2 separate regions of the Sus scrofa genome follow, and region 2 is linked to region 1. A link is a contact called in public HiChIP or PLAC-seq data. All regions are on one chromosome and are shown on one strand. The core of a region is the stretch at or near the end of the contact, and the rest is flanking DNA. Distances in the headings are between cores, read along the strand shown.

Evidence for each region. HiChIP or PLAC-seq counts read pairs in DNA pulled down with a chosen protein or histone mark.
Region 2: an H3K27ac HiChIP or PLAC-seq map of skeletal muscle shows a contact between it and region 1. The contact joins two enhancer-like sites. A contact is called at or near these places in 4 of 47 Hi-C or Micro-C datasets (fetal heart ventricle, heart right ventricle, psoas muscle and 1 more) and 1 of 2 datasets of contacts at active chromatin or transcription factors (skeletal muscle).

Annotation. Positions count from the first base shown.
Region 1 is chr16:37,932,070-37,939,109 of Sscrofa11.1, forward strand. All of the region lies in intron 10 of PDE4D (cAMP-specific 3',5'-cyclic phosphodiesterase 4D), which reads right to left. Among named protein-coding and RNA genes, the nearest start is that of RAB3C, 520 kb to the left of the region's middle. Within about 2 kb of position 5,037, at least 3 of the 83 cell types and tissues checked have an H3K27ac peak or open chromatin away from gene starts, as enhancers often do. A contact at or near this core is called in skeletal muscle, where this site is marked.
Region 2 is chr16:38,033,852-38,040,805 of Sscrofa11.1, forward strand. The region is part of intron 9 of PDE4D (cAMP-specific 3',5'-cyclic phosphodiesterase 4D); the gene reads right to left. Among named protein-coding and RNA genes, the nearest start is that of MIR582, 540 kb to the right of the region's middle. Within about 2 kb of position 5,535, at least 67 of the 83 cell types and tissues checked have an H3K27ac peak or open chromatin away from gene starts, as enhancers often do. A contact at or near this core is called in skeletal muscle, where this site is marked.

The sequences.
Region 1 (7,040 bases), core at 3,787-6,286:
GACTTGAAATGAATGCTAGAAGTGAAGAAATAAGAATCAACTCCTAGACTCCCTGCCTTGACAGTCTGTTTGTGCCATTTGCTGGGAATGTACAAGACTGGGGGAGGTACAGATATGGAGGAGGATAAATAAGGAGAAAGAAGACTCCTACAAATTAAGTGCAAGGAAATTTAAGTACGTGAAATTAATTTTTTTTTAAACTATTGAGGGACCTCCAACCCCATCCCCAAGTTCTTCAGAGTTCTGGATAAAGAAGCTACTAGATAGTGGAGTTTTGAATATGTAGTTACTTTTAAATACCCCAATGACATTATATTAGGATAAAATGTTTAAAGATATTTTTAGACCAACTCAACAGAAAGGGCATCAACAGATAATCTATTTTTAAAATCCCCTCTTCAGAGCAAATTCCTAATGTGAAAATCTAAGCAAGGTCATACAGCATAACCAAAATTATAATCTAGCACTCATAGCTGGCAATATTTTTATTAAAGTAATATGTCTTATTTAGACATTTTAGGAAGACTTTACTACAGGTAATAATAAATACAATTAAAAATAGTGCAATAATAGGATTCTTTTTTTTTTTCCATTTGCAACAATGACAGAAGAGTAGAGTATGCGAATGATGAGACGTACGATGGTGAAGGAGCACTGGTTTCTCCAGGTGGCTTCACCTGAGTTGAAATCTTGGCCCTGACTCTTCTAAGCACAATAATATCCAGCAAGCTATTTTATTTATTTATTTATTGTCTTTTAGGGCTGCACCCATGGCACATGGAGGGTCCCAGGCTAGGGGTTAAATCAGAGCAGCAGCTGCTGGCCTACACCACAGCCACAGCAACACGGGATCTGAGCCTGGTCTGTGACCTACAACACAGCTCATGGCAACTGCTGGATCCTTAACCCACTGAGCAGGGCCAGGGATTGAATCTGCATCCTCATGGATACTACCATGGTTCATTACTGCTGAGTCACAACGGGAACTCCCTAGCAAAATATTTACAGTCTCTGGGTTGTGTGGCAAGTTGGAGTTAATGAAGGTAATCCAACACAGTGTAGTAAGCAGATGTCAGGAATGCAATACGTTATTTATATTATGACCAGAAATACTGAAACGTGTCATAAGGAAAACAATCTGATTAAAAGAGTTCCATGCAGATTTCTACAGTATCTACCCAATTGTTTATGCAATCAGTGGTTTGTCTGTAAACTGTTAGAATCACTGATACCACTGGAAAATGCTTCTCAAGATACAAAACAAACAGGGATAATTTTCTCAGAATGCAGTCACATGACCAATATAAAGACATCCCTTCAGGCTTCAGGACGAAATTCCAATCTCCAATAAAAACGTAGGTACTACTCCATGGGTGACTTGGAACCAAGGAGCTCAAGCCCAGTACCAGTGAGTATAAGACACTAATCTTCTCAGTCAGCAAGTATTTAATTAGCCTCCACTATGTGTTAACTATGGTACCAGGTACTAAGGAGAGATCAGTCAGCAATGGTCTGCACAGAAGCAGCTTACCTAACAGTGTGTCAGAGCCAGAAGATAAATAAGCATGGCCAGTAGCCATTCCTCCTTCCTTTCAGCGCACTGTCCAGAGGCTGGACATGGAAAAAAATCGATACCTTAGACGTCCTTGCAGCTAGAGTTTCACATGTGACTTAATTTCTTCCAATCAGATAAACCCCTGATCCTTCCCATAAATGAAAAGGTTGTCAATTTCATCGTTGTTTCTTTGTAGATTATCTGCCTCTTCTCTCTAGCTGTCTTGAGATCTATTTCTGTGGTTTCTATGAAAATATCTGGATGTGGGTTTCTTTAGAAAAAAAAAAAAATTCCTCTTGGAATTCACTGGACCTCTAAAATATTTCCTCTTCTTCTATAATTCAAATTAAATCTATGTTGCCATTTTGCAAAATATTGCTTTCAAACAATTTTTAAAATTACACATGATTGTTCTTAGATTGTGAGACTAAATTACTGGCACCAAAATATACGAAAAACAAGTAAGATTTTCCTAATTGCCCATAAAGTAAGATGCACCTCTGTGTTCCTTCTAACAAAGAACTTAGACTTGAAGACATAATTTAAAAATAACTCATTTTTATTCACACTTCAATAAAAGTTTATTTTAACCACGTTGGCATTTATTCTTCCACGATACCTGTCTATACTTATATTCTTAAGGAGGAGGACATAAATATTTTTGCTTTTGGGAATAAAGATGATAGGGGAAAACAAAATGAAATAATACAATTAAAAACAGACAACAGACTCTGTTTTACTTGATCTTCCCAGTGCAACTCTAATGCTCTGTGAGACAGCAGGTCAATCACATGTGAGGTGGAATGGGCTCATCAGACACATGACCGTGATGGAATTCTGTGGAATACGTCCAGGATCGAAAGCTCCTCTGGGACATCTGGTCCACCCTTCTGCCCCTCAGGAGGCCCACCACTCTTCATAATTAAGAGCCCACCTCTCCTGGATGTTTTCCACTCTTACGTAAGTCCACTCCACTTTGGGTGAATGCAGTTTTAAAACACTGAAGTAATACTGAGCTAATGATCATTTACTTACACTGAGCTAATACCATTCTTCACAAGCTCTTTATAAATCCCTCAAAGTTGATTTGATTCTGGACACAGCAAAGGAAATCAAAGTGTGGCTTGTAGGTTTTATGAGAGACATTACAACAAACAAGAGAGTAGTCCACTTCCTTAACCATTTAGATTAAAAAAAAAAACCCACTCCAGGTCTTACAAACAGTGATCAACAGCTAAACATGAGCAATTATAGCTTGGGCTGTTGCTGCTGGTCCTGTAACAGCTAGAGGAGCAAGCATGCAAATCAGAACATATGAACTTCCATTTGGGGTAAGAAAACATATCAACCTCCAATAGCAGTTGCACCATTTGGGTGTCCTGATCCAACATCGAGGTCGTAAACCCTATTGTCGATAGGAACTCTAGAATAGGATTGCGCTGTTATCCCTAGGGTAACTTGTTCCGTTGATCAAAATTTTGGATCAATAAGTGATGTTATGGTTATTTTGACTGGTTTGTCTAGATTAAAATCACTCAGAGGGTTTTTTATGCTCCGAGGTCACCGACTTTAATATAGCTTCCAGAATACCAGTTCTAATAATTCACAAAACTATCTTTCTCTAAAATCCACAGTTAAAAGTAATAATAGTTAATACTGATTGATATTGATAAATATTTATTTACCATCTACTACCTGCCAAGACTAGCATAGAATACTTGCCTGGCATTATCTCATTCATTACTAATAACAATTCTGTGAGGACTATTATTATTCCCATTTTACAGTTGAGCCTTAAGGCCCTAATCATCAGGTCTATACAGGCAACTTCCAGGTTGCCTGTCTTTTCACCACAAATCCAGTCCTGACAATTGAAGGCCTCTAGGACATTTCTATTTAGATATGTAATTTCATGTCTAAAGATTTAACTGACATATCTTCCACCTCACTCTCTTCAAATCAGCTTCTCTCCCTGATTTTCCAATTGTTATTCCTTCTATTATTACTTGAGTTTAGAATTTCATACTTTCCTCTGGCTGCAGTGCCCCAGCAAAGTCTCCTTTCCTGCAGTCATTCTCCTAACTATCCGTTTCTTTTCCTTCCCATCCTATTCCAGTCCCTCATCACTTACATGCCTAATTCCCTATCAGATTCTTTTTGCTTTCACACTTTCTCCTCAATGTGATCCATCCTGCATACCACCATCAGATTTATCTTTCTAAAACCATTTTGTTACTTTCCTTGTAGCATTTCCCCGAAAACAAAACACAAGGGTTCTTTAGGGTGGACAGAGTATTGTCCAAACAGCTTAATCTGACACTTGAGGTGCTCTGCAGTAGGGCCTCAATCTACACTTTTCACACCTGCCTCTGTTCCTGTAATCAGATTTTCTGTTCCAGGCAGGCTCTTTCATCCAGAATACCCATTCCTCACCCACACCTACAAACAATAAGGCAATCTGAGGGAGTGTCCCATCCTACCCTGCCTCATCCAGCCCTTGCACTATCATCTCTTTCCTCATTAGTAACCAATATGAACCTTCTATGTTCAAGATCCAACCTAAGTAGCACTTTTTCTGGGATGCTTCCCAACCATTCTCATTCTTAGTGTTGAACATTCTGTACTGCTCTATAGGACCAGTAAACTCTGGAACTCATTCACACCCAACAGCCTTACTTAACGTATACGGCAATAAGTATGTCTATATGCTTTTGTATGTACGTATCTACCTCTCTTTGTATGTATTTGAATACAAATGCACATATATTAAGCCTCATTTTGTCTATGAAAGCCTTTGGAGCAGTTTACTTGCAGTAACTACACAAAAACAAAATTTCCTTAGTGAAGGCCTAACTATTGGACTTATGTTACCTGAAGTCAAAAGATACAAAACAATAATGACAAAACCCAAAATTTAAAAAAAAAAAAATGCCTGATTTATTTCTCATATGAAAATGGTATCTGGCCTAGAGAATAATCAAAGATCAAATATAAATAACAAAGATAAAGCAAAGTAAAAATTTCATTCAAAAGTGATAATATCAATAAAGACTGAACACAGGATCTTGTTTAGTGACAAAAATTATTTATTCCACACAAAGTAAAAGCCCTGACAAAAGTAAGAAAGGATTCTTGTTCTGTGTCACTTTAATTTTCCTGTGCCTTAATACCTCATTTTTAATGAAGGAAAGTGAAGTGATCTCACAAATCTCTTTCACCTCTAAGAACTTTTGGAATTAAAAAAGAAAAAAAAATCTTTTTTTTTTTTTTGAATCAAGTATACTAAAGCTTGATTTCTCTGCAAAGTGGCTGATGGCAAGTGGAAAACGGAAAGGGATCAATCACCTACTCAGTGACTCATTTTCAACTCTGATACCAACTACACTGCCGGGGAATTTCTTTTCCCTCTGGCTACGGCGAGTGTCAGACCCATGACTAGCCCATCTGGGCTGGAATTATGTTCAAGGTCATCTCATCCATTCCTCTGTTTCTCAGCTGGACTGCCATTTTAAATTTGTGCGATGATTAAAGGGTTCTATTTTTGGTTCACATTTCTTCTTACCCCAAAAGAGACATTTAGTAACCTGATGTTGATTGATATTTGACACTCTTATTAATAATCAAAATCTCACTATTCTACAGAATCGGAAAAAAAAAAAAACATTTGGAGGGGCCTCTGAGGTCATTCTGGTGGAGGGAAAAGTAAAGTCTAAGAAACGTTCCAGTTTTTAGACAAAGTGGATTAAAGATCCACGTGAGACCCTCACAACTGAGAAATGTTTCTTTTGTGGCTGCATTCATACATACTCTTTCAAAGTAATTGTGGTCAAGTGATCAGTGAGAGTGTAAATAAAAATATGCTATCCAAGGGTGCTAGGTAACAAGCTAAAACTACAGTGAACAACCTCAGGGCGATCCCACATGCAAGCTAGGGAGGCACATAAATCAGCACGATGGGGATCAAGATTTCAAAGGCACACTCTGAGCTCATTTGCCCAGGCTTGTTGATTCAAGCTCCAGTTGCACTGGGTTACCTATATGGCAGCATATAAAGTTCATCTTCTAAGTTTAAAAATAGTTCCCATCCCAACTAAGGATAGGCCATGTACCTATGATGGGTGTACCCATATTATGGACTTGACCTAAGCTTTTGTTTAAATTCTCCTAACAATCCCATGAGATGGATTTTGTTAGTTCCGGTTTATAGAGAAAGCAAAGGCTCAGAGAAGTTGAAGCAGTTTAAATATCCAAGGTGGAGTTCCTTTGTGGCACAGCAGAAATGAATAGGACTAGGGACCATGGGGTTGTGGGTTCGATCCCTGGCCTAGCTCAGTGGGTTAACGATCTTGCATTGCTGTGAGCTGTGATGTAGGTCGCAGCCACGGTTTGGATCTGGCGTTGCTGTGGCTGTGGTGTAGGCTGGCAGCTACAGCTCCAATTAGACCCCCTAGCCTGGGAACCTCCACATGCTATAGGTGCGGCCATAGAAAAGACAAAAAAAAAAAAAATCCAAGGTCACAACTCCAGTGTGGGGCATTAATAACCATAAGAGAATTGCTGAGCTCATGGGGATTTAGGAGATATAAAGCAGACTCAAGATAAAGGTTCACATTTGTCATCTGCTATTCTGTTTCATTTTTCTCTTGGCATCTAATATCACTCACTATATTGGTGAATCAACCTATACCTATTTTGACACAGTCTCTCTCTCTTCACCCTGTTCCAGCTTGTGCTTTGACTCCCAGGCAACAGGTTACTTAGGGGATGGCCCAGCAGCTGGATGTGACAAGCCACCCATGCTGCTACTGGGCCATGACTCAAGGAGGCAACAGGTGAAGGAGGAGACGCCAGCTACTGGTGTTAAATAAGACTCACGCCTCATGCAATACACTATGTCTATAAATCTCCCCACTCCAGCCCATTCTCTCCCTCCCCCGATCCCACAACTGTCCTCTCTTAAGCATTCACACCCTCACACTGACCCCTCTGGGATTTCTTTTTTTTCCTTCAAGGCTGTTCCAAAGGTTTATTCCAACCAGATTTCACCCTGAACCCTGAGGTGGAAAAGGGGCAGAAACATGAAATGGTCCTCCAGCCAAGTACAGCCCTGCTCCTAGGTCGATCCAGTCAGATAGTCCTTCTGCCACCCTCCCCTTCCTTCTCTCAGTCCAGTGTATGGCTTTCTATCTTTCTTTCCTTCAGTTTTCCTCTTTGCCCTATTCACAAGCCCGGCTCCCTTCCCCATTTTGCCCGAATTAGAAAACAAATATCCAAGGCAACACCACCATAATAGGTCAGAAAGCAAATCCTGACACCTGCTTATACCTTCCCTGAGTTCATTCTCTACCTTCTCTATCTGCTGCCGTCCTCCCACTATTAACCAAGCTTCTACCACCCCTCCCAAAAAAACCCCCTGCCATCTCAGAATCTCAGATCTCCTTTGGTCATCTGGTCTTCTCATCCATGGACCCCAATATCCTTCAGT
Region 2 (6,954 bases), core at 4,285-6,784, 100 kb after region 1:
TTCACTGATCAAACACATATGAATTCCATCTATGTGCCGGACACTTTGAGTACTGGGAATTCCAATGTCAAAAAGACACAAAGTAAACTCTCAGAACATCACAGGCTTACTGTAGCCAAGACCACTCAAAAAAAAAAAAAAAATCCATAAAGGTGTTCTCTGACTCTCAGTGCTAAATTCTCTCTCCCTTTCTTTCTCTGAACATAATTTGGTGAGGTGAAATTCACATGATGTAGACTTTAAAATTTAAAGTGAGCAATTCAGCAGCATTTAGCACTTTCACAAGGCTGTGCAACCACCACCTCTATCTAGTTCTGCAGATTTCCATCATTTCAATAAAATCCCTGATCCATTAAGTAGTTTCTCCCTCCAATACCACTTTACATTTCAATATGTGGGAAACCTTTATTTAAAAACACATTTTTCGGGGGAAAAAAAAACCTCTTCTGTGCCAATAACCATTCTAACTTAAATAATGAAATTGAGAGAAAATACTGATTCAAAGAGCCTTTTAAAATCAGAGTCAGCTTCTATCTTAGGATTTTTAAAATGTCATTCTTCATTTTGTTTCTTTGTTTTGTTTTCAGTTTTGGTCAATCTTCCAGATTCTCACTTCCCAAAGCCTGTAGATGCTTCCTTTGGTCCAGTGGCTAACACACAGTGGTATTGACAGTACTGTGAGACACTTAATTTTTAAAGATCAATCAACAAGAAGAACCTGTAGACCCATGTGTTTATTCATATCTTGTGCCTCAGGACTTCATCTCTGAAGCCTATATAGTCTTCTTTCTCTCTTCAGCCACGAGCAATAACGCAGCTGATTTCAAAAAATGTCTCCACTGAATCTTTTCTGTTTAGTTTTCTATCAGCAACTCCTTTGATATTTACTTTTCCTGCCAACTCATATCATTCAGTTGATTTAAAAAACAAAACTCTTTCCAGGTAATCTTTGTTTCCCTTCTATAATCTGCTGTTTAAAAATCCTCTTCTTAATTTTGCCAAACATTTCCAATTCTTTGTTCTTACACTATTGTCTTGCCATCAAAATATTTGATTCCCAAACCTGTGACCTCCTCAGTTCATTGATTAGTTGCCAAGTTTCCTGCTCTTGACATTGAAGTTCTTAATACCAGGATGTTTTACCCTCTTTCTAAGGCTCTTCTCTAGACATGTCATCCCCTAATACTTACAGATGGGAAGTATGTTTGTCCTTGTACATCTCAAACTTTCTGGATGGGGCGGCCTAAGCGGTGGAGATGTACTGGAAGTAACTGCATTTTGAAAGGAGGCTAGACCAAGGCAGCATACTATAGCACAGCAATTCAAAGCATGTTTATAAAAGGCGAGAGGCTTGGGTCCAAATCTTGGCTCTACCATTGGTAAGCTACAGGACCCTCAACAGGTTGCTTAAATCCTCTGAGCATCAGCTTTCTCACCTGTATAATGTAAAAAGGCAGCATTGCTTAATGGACAGGCTTTGCCTTCATACCATTTTGGCATGTGAACAACTGTCAAAGCAATCAACATACCACCTCAGAAACTGCTGAAATAGTCTAACTTTTGGAAAATGTCCTCAAAGAGGATCAACTTTTCTGACTCCAAGCCCAGCTTCTGATGTCACTTTGATGGGTATCTGCAAGTCATAACAACTTTCTAGGTCTTCAGTTCCTTAGCTGTAAACTCAGGGAGGAGTTTTAGTCCTTGTATCCTAGCTCTGAGATTGATTCTGGGATTGTATTTGTCATTTGAGTACCCCTGAAGAACAGAGAGAGGCAGTCATGGGCAGTGGTTTGATCACTTAGAAAAGCACATGGAAAACCAGCTCATCCTAATCTGCTTTCCAGCAAGTTTGATTTCCACTCGACTCAAACATGCTCTCTTGCCTCTGTTCCTTCATTTATCCCAACTCAGCCTGACCAGAAGCTTCTTTCCCTGCCACCTCTATGAATTTTGTTCTTATCATTCTACAGCCTAACTCCCCTCCCCATCTGAGATCCCTCTGAAAGTTGTCATTCTAGGAACCTTCGCATATCATTTACTTTACTGTTGATCTATTGCAACCAGTCAATTAATGGGAATTATACAGCAGAAAAGGAAAAGAGAAAAAAAAAAATCCAGCAAACACTATGTTGGATAAAAAAATCTTTAAGCCAAAGGATATTAATGAGTTTTTTAAATTACAGAATATTATTTATGAATAAAATATTTATAATAGAATGATGAAACCTTGGGACTTGCTCCCAAATTCATGGCAGAGGTTGTTTTAAAGAAGGAAAAAGGGAAACGGGACTGCTGCTGGTGGTGGGAAAATGGAATATTCAAATTCATCTCTATTGTTTTATTTCATTTATTTAAAAAATCAGAGGCAGCCATGACAAGTATTCATATTTGTTAATTCTAAATTGTGGATACATTTTTTATTAAAATTTTTTTTTCTTTGGTCTTTTTGCCTTTTCTAGGGCCGCTTTCCGTAGCATATGGAAGTTCCCAGGCTAGGAGTCTAATCGGAGCTGTAGCCGCTAGCCTATACCAGAGCCACAGCAACATGGGATCCGAGCCACATCTGCAACCTACACCCCAGCTCCCGGCAACACCAGATCCTTAACCCACTGAGCAAGGCCAGGGATCGAACCCGCAACCTCATGGTTCCTAGTTGGATTCGTTAACCACTGCACCACAACGGGAACTCCTGGATACATTTTTTAAATCTCTTCATTTCTGATCATTTTTTTTTTTCCAGATTAATTCTAAAAAACTTATACCTGCTACTCACAGAACTAAGACATTTCAGGCCTCCCGATGAACAGTTCAAGTGCTGGAGCAAGGCTTGTACTACAAATTATGTGTAACCAAAGCCACACTGCTCTCAATGCTTCTAGTTTTGGGTTACAGCAGTTCAGGGAGATTGAGCTATTTTGTTTCCATGGCTCATTAAGCTAGGGGTAGGCTGGTGTCCATAACCAAATTCGCTGCATTTATTCTTCCTCCCTCCTATGAAATGAGGCCAGACCTTAGGGAAAAGAAAGATGAAAAAATACCCTGGAGTCCATGGTAATTCTGCCCATAAAGGAAATTAACACACCTGAAAAGGATTAAATCCTTTTTCCTTTTCTAAATGAGCCCCTTCCTTAAGCTTCCTCTGTCAATTGACTGCCAACCCTATTTGCTAATTCTCATCCCTCATCAGGCTCACTAGGACTTCCTGTTGCAAATTGGTGCTCAGTGAATTTGAGCCTGATGTCTCCCAAACACACCCAGGCTGGGGGCTTTCTTCTAGGATGTTTGGTGCAAAGGGCACCTAGACATCACCAGGGAATGGTCCCTCGCAGTGGGCTGGGAGTGTTCCAGGCCTGAGAAGGGAATAGCAAGAGACAAAAGGAATCTGTAGGTAGAAAGGAGGGGGAAAGGGTTTTGGCTTTTTTTTTTTTTTTTTTGCTGGAGGAAATGATCTGGACTGAGAATAACGGATAACCACAGGAGGGGATGGGTGGGGCAGGATGGGGGGATGACAGACACACCGACAGGAACAGCAACAACCTGGGGAGACAAGTCAGAACATCTGTAATCAAGGCAACACTGCAGAAAAGGTGAAGAGAATGTAAACATTTTAGTTTGTGTTGTGTTGACAGGATTAACCTCAAAGTCAGTACTTTTATCCTTTTTTGCCAACAAAAGCCTTGGGAGAAGGCTCTGGCCTCTGCCTCCTCATCCCCACCCAGCTCTCACCTCATCACCCAGGGCACCTTCACACACTCAGGCTCCTGCAACTGGATGGGGGTGGGGTGGGGGCTCTGATCCCTCTCAGGCACAACCCAGGACATGCTAAGATCTTGGGACTGTAGGTCCAGAATTCTTTCTTTTTTGATGGTAAGAAAAAGTATTTGGAAGGAAGGAAGGGAGAGGAGGAGAGAAGGCAGGAGAGAAGGAGGGAGGAAAAGGGGGAGGAAGAAAAGAAATACTCTATTTCTAAGTCTCTGTTACAAAACCAAAATGAAAACCAAACAACGATAGCCAATGTCAGCCAGGTTACAATGATTTACCTGGGTCCTTTCAAACAGAGCGACCAATAGTATCACATGGCTAATTAGGCATCTTTCCATTAATGCACTAAGTGTAAACAGTAAAGGTGCTTTGCAAACTCCTTTTCCCTGTATTTATTTACTCAGTCATATGAGATGAGGAAGCCCGTCTTAAGGCTTAACATTTGTTCTTTTTTTTTAAGAACAAATAGGAGGAAGAGGAGGGTGCTCCCTCAGATACTGTTTGTGTATTTGAAAGGAGTGCTGCTTGCCACTTCTTCCTTTTCAAAAAAAACACAAGGCCTTTGAGAAGTAAGAACCATTTCTGTGCATCTCTCTCCTGTTCCTTTTTCACCAGTCCATTTCAATAGGAGGTTCAAATAATGCGATTCATTAAGTCCACGTTTTCTGCCAGATTCTGCTTGTGTGCATATGTTCTTTTGTTTCCCTTCTAACATGTCCCCCGGCTCAGAAACCATTCTTTCTGGTATAGTTGAAGGATATGGATATTAAAATCGGAATCAGCAGAAGATTTTATGGTCTTGGGGAGCTGCCAATCAATGCTGTAAAATAAAGCTCTGATATCAAGTCTGTTCTATGGAGTTTTAATATCACTGGGAGGGCGGTGGGTAGGGGTGCTGGAGTGAGGGTGGAGCTGGCAGAACAGTTGGGACTGGGAAAGAGAAGGAAAGGGTGAGATTAATTGCGGAATTTGAAAGCAGGAACAATTTACACCAAAGAATTGTTTTCAAAGACTTCCTAACCTCCAAGACATTTTCCAGTCGAGGTACCCTTTGAATTACATCTGGAGGTGATGTTCTTGGAGCGACCTCTGAAAGCTGAAATCACAACCTGCCCGCAGTGTTCCCTTTGCAAACCCACAACTTTGTCATTTTCTCAGGCAGACACACAAACACTCAAGAGTTCACATCTATGTTGGGGAGGGGAGAGGGAGACTGCTTTGTAGTAGCTCTTTTGAAGTGTTTAATTCCTCCTTTGTAATCTATTCATCAACACACATTTCAAGCATATCAGTTTTAGCTCAACAATTTCATTCTACAGGCTTGTATTTTCTTCTGCGGCTTGGGGCCTCTGTCCAGCACCTGGGTGGCACGGTTTGTTTTCTCCGAATGCAGAACTGTTAACCAAATTAAATTCTTTCTCTCACTTGGCTCCCTCTTTCTCCCACCCTCTACGCCCGCCCCCTGCCCCCCCCCAAAACAATTCAGGCCGAAATGCCCACCGAGGCTGGGCTTAAGCAGTTTCTGTGTGCTGCACACAGGAGCGCCCGCGTGCCTCTCTTTTTCGCATACAGGAAATGCATAAAAGAAAGAAGAGTTCAGCTGGAGCCACCAGCTCCCCCGTCTTTGCTTTCTTCTCTTCCTCCCCTCCCCCCTCCCCCCAAGCACCGGCTTTTAATTTTCAAAAGCACTGCAATTGCTTGGTGTGGTTTCAAGAGCTGGGGTGCCATTCTCCCTGATGATGACTCTGCTGACGTCAATGGCATTCTTATCGTGCCTAGTGCGACATCAGAAACCAGCCCTCAGAGGCTCCTCTTATTCACGGTGTCTGGGCTCTCAGTAAAACGTGGACTGGATTTCAGAAATGAAAGTGACTCACTCCTCTTTGCTAGCAAGCCTTGCGCTCAGCTAGACACCCTTCTTCTGTGCGGCAGATTGCCAGTTAAGACTGTTTCTTAGTGGTCTCTCCTGAAGAGGTTCTCCCCAAAGGAGAAGAGAGGGTTAAGTGAGTCACAGGGCTTCCTCTATGTCCCACCTTTCAGAGATCTGCCCCGTGTGTGTGTGTGTGTGTGTGTGTGTGTGTGTGTGTGTGTGTACACACCTCCTCCAAGTCAAGACTAGCTGACCTACTTTTGATGATTCTTTAGGTTTTACTAAAGCCTTAGATAAGGTGATTTCCCCCTAAACTGTGGACAAGACCCCCTTGGTTAAGCGGTCCTCCTCCCTTGCTTACTCCCTGGGTCATAACTGGAGCCTGGGTCCAAAAATCAAGCCCATTTTCATTTCTCCAGATTGCAGCAAGCAGTCCTCTTTTTAGAACAAAGAAAAAAAAAATAGGTTGAGAGGAACGGGGAAGGAATCATAGCTGATCAACAACAGTAACAGCAATAAAAATAGCTGAATATCAATGATACTTTAATATTTTTCTCTTAATACTCCTGACTTTTTAAGAGGCCTGATCTCAAAGGCTGGAGTTATAAGGTAGCCTAGATGCTACCTTATAAAATCCATCATTCAATTCCCACCCAGTAGTTTTGGGGCAGCTGTTATAGTGATGATGAAACTCATTTGCAGTGGAGTTTATTATGGTCCAAATGTACCCCCAAAACATTTCAGAAATGTCTCCAGTTCAAATCTAGATGTTTAAGGAGTCAAGGTCATTTAACAAGATGACAGAATGGTACATATCTAGGTAGCTTTCATCTTCCCAATCTCTGATGGAGGCAAATCAAAGTGGATTGGTATCCACCAACCAAATAACACTGGTTCCTCTTGAAGATTACTGAGCCACCCATAATTAGGAGCAACTGTACTGGGAAGAAGCCATTTAGCTATGAATGCAATGCACAATCATTCCTTCCACCTAGAACTATTTAGAATCACAAAATTAAAGGGGTATTGACTTACATCTGTTTTAACCCTTTCACTTTCATGTAAGGAAACTGAGGCTCAGAGCTGGTTGATGACTTGTTCAAAGTCAGGCAACTATTACGCTTCTGGGCTGATAAACTACCTCACCCTAATGGTATGTTCTCTCCATGACAACACTTTGCTCCTGATTATTTAAAGCCCAAACCCATTTTGCCTAGGACGTTACCATTTTTCATACAATCGTGAAGAATAATTCTGAGTCGCTTGATTAAAGTGCGTTTCCAGGAATTTTTAGATGAACAGAATCCTAATAACTGCCTTTT